2 separate regions of the Hordeum vulgare genome follow, and region 1 is linked to region 2. The links are chromatin contacts, called in public Hi-C maps. All regions are on one chromosome and are shown on one strand. The core of a region is the stretch at or near the end of the contact, and the rest is flanking DNA. Distances in the headings are between cores, read along the strand shown. Region 1 holds the start of LOC123412856 (F-box/kelch-repeat protein At1g80440-like). Region 2 has its middle 100 kb from the start of LOC123412856.

What was found. Hi-C and Micro-C count contacts between places; a contact is called where the count stands out from the background.
Region 1: a contact with region 2 is called in a Hi-C map of leaf, with 2.6 times the contacts expected there. The contact joins the promoter of LOC123412856 here to the enhancer-like site in region 2. A contact is called at or near these places in 3 of 6 Hi-C or Micro-C datasets (leaf and seedling).

Annotation. Positions count from the first base shown.
Region 1 is chr7H:495,937,804-495,940,988 of MorexV3_pseudomolecules_assembly, forward strand. LOC123412856 (F-box/kelch-repeat protein At1g80440-like) reads right to left here and starts at 1,561. Exons shown (of 1, transcript XM_045105802.1): 1 at 1-1,561. The coding sequence starts at 1,060.
Region 2 is chr7H:495,838,203-495,841,033 of MorexV3_pseudomolecules_assembly, forward strand. No RefSeq gene overlaps it. Among protein-coding and RNA genes, the nearest start is that of LOC123412856, 100 kb to the right of the region's middle. Within about 2 kb of position 1,474, at least 1 of the 3 cell types and tissues checked has open chromatin away from gene starts, as enhancers often do. A contact at or near this core is called in leaf, where this site is marked.

The DNA of each region.
Region 1 (3,185 bases), core at 311-2,810, 100 kb after region 2:
GCATGTACACGGTCTGGTCGCCTCCGTGGCAGCCTGAGCCGATCACCACGACGCGTCCGCCGGGGATGGCCGAGACGGTCGACGCAGTGCGGGCGTCCTCCGGCACGGACGCCACCGTGCGCCAACCCGCCGAGGGGCCGCCGTCGCGCGCCACGAGGTTCCCGTCGCGGAGCATGTACATGCGCTCCGCTCCCGGCGCTACACAGCAGGTTCTCGGGCACGCGCCGTCCTCGAGCAGGCCCTCCTGGACAGTGCCCCAGGCCGCCGTCACCGGGTCGAAGGCCTCGGCAGAGCCAGCGAACCGCCCCTGCGCCTGCGTCGGGTACCCGCCGACGACCAGGAACCTGCCGCCGACGCAGAGCCCGCGCGGCTCGTCGCGCTCCTCCGCCATGTCCGGGAGCGCGGCCCACGCGTCGGAGTCCGGGTCGTACGCGAGCGCCGACCGGAGCGCGTTCTTCTCCTCGTCGTGCCCGCCGGCGACGTATACTGCCCCGGCAACGGCCGCGGTGGCGAAGAACGACCGGCGCGGGCCCGGCATGGGCGCCCCGCTCCGCCACGCGCCTGTCAAGAAGTCGTACACGTACACCGAGTCCGTCGGCGCCCACGACTCCGGGTCCCACCCGCCGACGACCACGAGCCGCTTCCTCCCCTGCGCGCCGTCCACCGCGGCCACCTGGCAGAACAGGGGCAGGCTCCCGGTCGGGCCGGGCAGCAGAGGCAGCGGGGCCCACCGCCCCTCCACCGGGTCCAGCAGCACCGTCCTGTAGTTGTTCGCGGGGCCGCCGTTGGCAGCCGACGCCGACGAGTGCTTGTGCGCCGGGCCAGGCTCGACGCGCTCGGGCTGCGCCTGGACCATGGCGAGCACCGGGCGCGCCAGCCCCTCGGCGCGGCGCAGGCGGCCGTAGCCCGGCGACTCGACCTCCTCCTTCCACTGCCGCGAGATGCGGCGCACCGCCGGCAGCTGGTCGAACCCCACCCGTATGAGGCACTCCCTCGCCACCTCCTCCGGCAACCCCGGAATCAGGTCGGCCATTGCTGACGCCTCAAAGCAGCTGCTCATCAATGAACTTGAAGTGAAGTGAGCAAGAAAAGAGTGAGAGCGTGCTTGATCTGCTGTGTGCGAGAGCTGTGTGCTGATGTTCTTGTGTGCGGCGAGTGGCGGGAGTGGCGCGCCATATTTATACAGAAACAGAGGAATCGTATGGGACTGGGGTGTGGTGTGGGGCCGGGACGGTTTGGAGCTTATCGTCGCGTACTTGCGGGAGGCGGATTCTTCCAGATCTTTTAGCGGCGTCGCGGTCTGTTGAAAGGGACGACAGTGTCGTGGTGCAGCAAGCGATCTGTATGTGGTATGGCGGCGGTGCAAGGGAAGGGATAAGGTGGATTTTCTCAAGGTTTATCGCATGCAATCCTAACCTGGATCTTATTTGTACCAGACGCCTTGCAGAAGCTCTTTTTTTTTTGGTAAGGTTTCCAGTACTACTATCTGAGACAGATTTGCGCCTTCCCAACTCCCAAGCAAAGCCGTCTGGAGGAAATCTCGATACAAGTAGAGAAGTGGAGATGAGGAGGCGTGCGGTGTGCGCATGAATATACAAGTAGACTACTGGTGTTTTACGAGTATTGTGATGAAGAAACGATATCCCTGCAAAATGTAAGCTAGCGAATTCCAATTGGCGTTTCCTTCCAACAAAGCAGCTGCCGAACCGAGCTCGTCTACGGATTGATCCCAAAGCCGTGGCGCCGGGCAACCAATGCGCAAGGCCCACGTTGGCCTGAAAAATCCGTGCGCTGCTGCATGATTACCTTGTCGGCTCGTCCCGCTCCGAACGGATAGATTCTCCGTCCGAGTCAGCCGCGGCTCACGGTTCCTGTTCCCTGCAGCAGCAGTTTCCGCCGCATTCCATCGCGCCGCAGCCCGCAGCTGATTTGAGTATAAGGCTGGTTGTAACGGGAGTATCGTATACTCATGCATATGATACTAGTGTATGATACTACATTTGTAATGCGTAGTATCATGTGCTAGTATCATAGAACGGTTCATTTATTGTCATGCATAACACATAATAGCATAACATTTAATATGATACAGTATCATAATATGATACTCAATCCTCATTTTCTTCATTTAATTTCATGCCACCTCATCAAATATGCCTAGTTGGCATGCATGATACTTCCTCCGTACCAAAATATAAGTCTTTTAAGATATTTCACTAGGTGTCTACATACGGAGCAAAATGAATGAATCTATACTCTAAAGTATGTCTATATGCATCCGTATGTAGTCCATTAGTTGAATCTCTAGAAATATTTATATTTAGGAACGGAGGGAGTACTACTTATGATACTCCCATTACAACCAGCCTAAGGCTGGCCATAGTAAGGGTATCATAGCTAGTAACATAGTCTTGGGACTAGCAAACATGCTGATGTGGTAAGTAATTAAAGAAGAGAAAGAGGATTAGAGTAACATAGGTAGATACCGTAACATGTTAAATGATATACTACTATGTGTCATGCATGTCAATAAATAATATCACATATGATCCTAGTTTATGATATTATGCACTATGAAGGTAATATCATACTCGTATACAATAGTAACATATGCATATGTTACTCTCCACTATGAGCAGCCTAAGGCTGGTTGTAATGGGTAGTATCATACTTCCTTCGTCCGGAAATACTTGTCCTAAAAATGCATATAATGAATGTATCTACAATTAAAATAAGTCTAGTTTCATTCATCTCTAGGACAAGTATTTGTGGACGGAGGTAGTATACTAGTATCATGCATATGATATTAGTCTATGATACCACATTCGTGATGCATAGTATCGTATGTTACTAATAGCACATCATTTAATATGATACTCAACCTTTCTTTCTTCATTTAATTGTATGTCATCTCATCAAAATTGCCTAGTTGTTATTTATGATACTACCTATGATACTTCTATTATGGACAGCCTAATATTTTAGAATTTTGATTTGAGTGAGTATAAATAAATACACTGACAGTGGGACTGCACGAGACGTCCATGGAATCGGGCCACGTGTGCGGTCCGGATGAGATAGCCATGGAGTTTTTTATGAGTTTTATTAAAACACTTACGCTTGAGGTGACGTGTGGCGTTTGGACTTTGGTGTTAGAGAAATCCTACTACTCCTACTGTACGACA
Region 2 (2,831 bases), core at 224-2,723:
TGCTAGCCTCATCTGTATGTCAACAGCAAGTACAAGCCTGAGCATCCTGACGTGCGCTGGCCAGCAGCGCATCAACATGGTGTCGATAGCAGCGTTGCGAGACTGAACTTGGACTAACACAATTAGAACGTGAAAAACAAATAAACAATTCTTGCTTCACTAACAAATAACCTGGTCGTGATCGAGTAGACTGCATCAGCGATGCTCGACGTCCAGACGAGATAGCAGAGACAAATGTGAGTGTTGCCTGTACTGGATAGGAGACGATGCAAACGACACAGACACGCCCAATATGCTGGTGAGGACAGGGCCGGTGCCGATGATGAAGAGCATGAGTAGAGGCGAGCAACTTTCAACAATCACTTTTAACGATCTCAAAGTGTAAGTGGTAAGTGCGTGATGATCGAAACTTATTGTCCACGTAGAAGCACAGAAGAAAAGAATTACTAGTTTCTCATGCATCATGGTTGGCTTCCTCACACGAACATCACATCGTCTCCGCAATTCCAATCGGCCTTGGCTGCCTGTTGGACCGGTGCATCTTTTGAAGCAGAGGCGGCAGGCAACACTCGGTGTCCTCGCTGGGTGACGCAGCTCACGGCGCGAGAAGCTGCTCAGACCAGGAGATGACGCGCAATTAAGCTGGTGCCTATTGATCTAGATGAGAGGATATCTCTGCCTTTGCCTTCACGTAATCCACCTCTTCTCTCTTCTCGTCGTCTTTCTTAAGTCGATATTTATGAGAGCGGTTAAGGAAAGACAGAAAGAGATACCGAGTTAGAGTCCAATTGAGAGTCCGCGAAACGAAAGACGGAATAATAAAAGAAACTTGTTCTTGGATCATGGTTTTTATCTGAAAAGTCAAGGATTTTTTAGCAAAATAGTATGACGGACTAAGAATACATATTTCTTTCATTAATAGGTATAGATTCTTAAATTTTAGAAAATGTTCCAAAATTTGAAAAAAAATCACAATTTAATAATGTGTTCACAATTTAATAATTTGTTCACAATTTGAAATTTATTCATGTTTCGATTTTTATTATAAATGAAAAAATGTTTCATGGTTTCAAATTTGTTCATGTTTCAAATTTTGTTCACAATTTGAAAATTGTTCATGGTTTCAATATATTTTTCTAGATTCAAAAAATGTTCACGGATTTATAATTTTATGCATGAATTTTAAATTTGTCTATATTACAAAATTTATTAAAAATTCAAAACATGTTTGCTGTTTTAAAAAATGTTCTGAATTTTCAAATATTATTTTTCCAATCCTAAATATTTTTGCTTCAAATTAGAAAAGAAAAGGAAAAAAGAAAGAAAAAAGAACAAAAAAAGAAAAAAGAACATAAGAAGAAAAGAAAAAAGGAACAGAAAAAAGTAGAAAAACAAATCTGGGCCAGTCCGGTCGGGCGACCCCCTGCGCGTCCGCTTGGCAGTTGCCGTAACGAACGGCGCATAGGAGGTCCCGGTTTAATGTAGGACATGGCTGGCAGCAGGGTGGGCTGGTGAATCATCAATAATTGTTTGATGGACCTATGTGGCGCTGCAGAGAGTTCTACATTTATTTCCACCAGGTGTTAGATTTTTTGTCTAGTTACCATTCAACATTTCCTATTTGGCGTCACAGGCATCAGTTAACATGCATTTTTGGTAATTGCCGCATGTGGCGTTCGTAATGGGCCGGGCCTTCAAGGCGCCGGTTGACGATTTTTTTTAGAAATCCTACAAAGTTTTTTTAAATATTGATGATTTTTTAAAAAATTTAACGAATGTTCTTTAAGATTGATGAACTTTTCTCTGAAAATCTATGAATCTTTTCTAAAATATTAAAATTCTATTAACTTTTCTGAATGTTGATGAACTTTTTTGAAATTTGGTGAACATATATTTGAAAACGAATGTTTTTTTGTCAAATTTAATGATCTTTTTAAATATTTGTGAATTTTTTTTCAAAAATACATGAACCTTTTTCTGAATTTCTATGAACTTTTTTCAAATTTAATGAACTTTTAGAAATTTAATTAACTTTTTCCAAATTGGATGAACTTTTTTTCAATTTCAATGAACTTTTTTCAAATAGACGAACTTTTCTGAAATAAATGAACCTTTTTTAAAGTTAAGAACTTTTTTCAATTAGATGAACATTTTCTTCAAATCTGTAAAAAAAAATATTACATATTTTTTTGTAACATAGATTAAATCTGCACTTTTTTCTACTAGATCAACAAAAGAACAACAGATAAAAAAACTAAGCATCACGCTATTGGGCTGGCCCATGCGAACGAGGGTGTAAGCGCCGGATCGTTAACGGGCGCCTGCAGCGCTGCATAGTATCTCCCTTACCATTCATCCCCTTCTTGTGGTTGTGGTATAGCAGTGTGACTTCATTTCATGGGTGGATCTCAGTCCATAGCGGGGCAGGCGACGAATGGCTAGAGTTCTTCTTCGAGGAGGCCTAATCAGGATAAACTGTTGGGAACCTTGCACTCTGTGTTATAGTTCTAAGTGTTGCGAACCAATTATGCTATGGTGCCTAATCTTGTGTGATTCGTGTGCCCATAGTTGTTGGATCTGAGACATGATTTTTCTGGGATGTGTTGCAGCTTGATTCCTAGGGTGAATGTCATTTAACTCTTAGGGGGAGGGTAGAGATCGTTGTTGTGGAGTCCGTCATTGCTTCTATTCATGAAGATTAAGGACACTTCAAAGATTTGGTCGCCTCTCAACCCATCGCTCGCAGGGAGGACGCGGACTCACAGAGCACGCCAGAGTAGGACGACACCTGGAGGAGACAATGGCGGCGAAGAGGACATTAGCTCGTACTA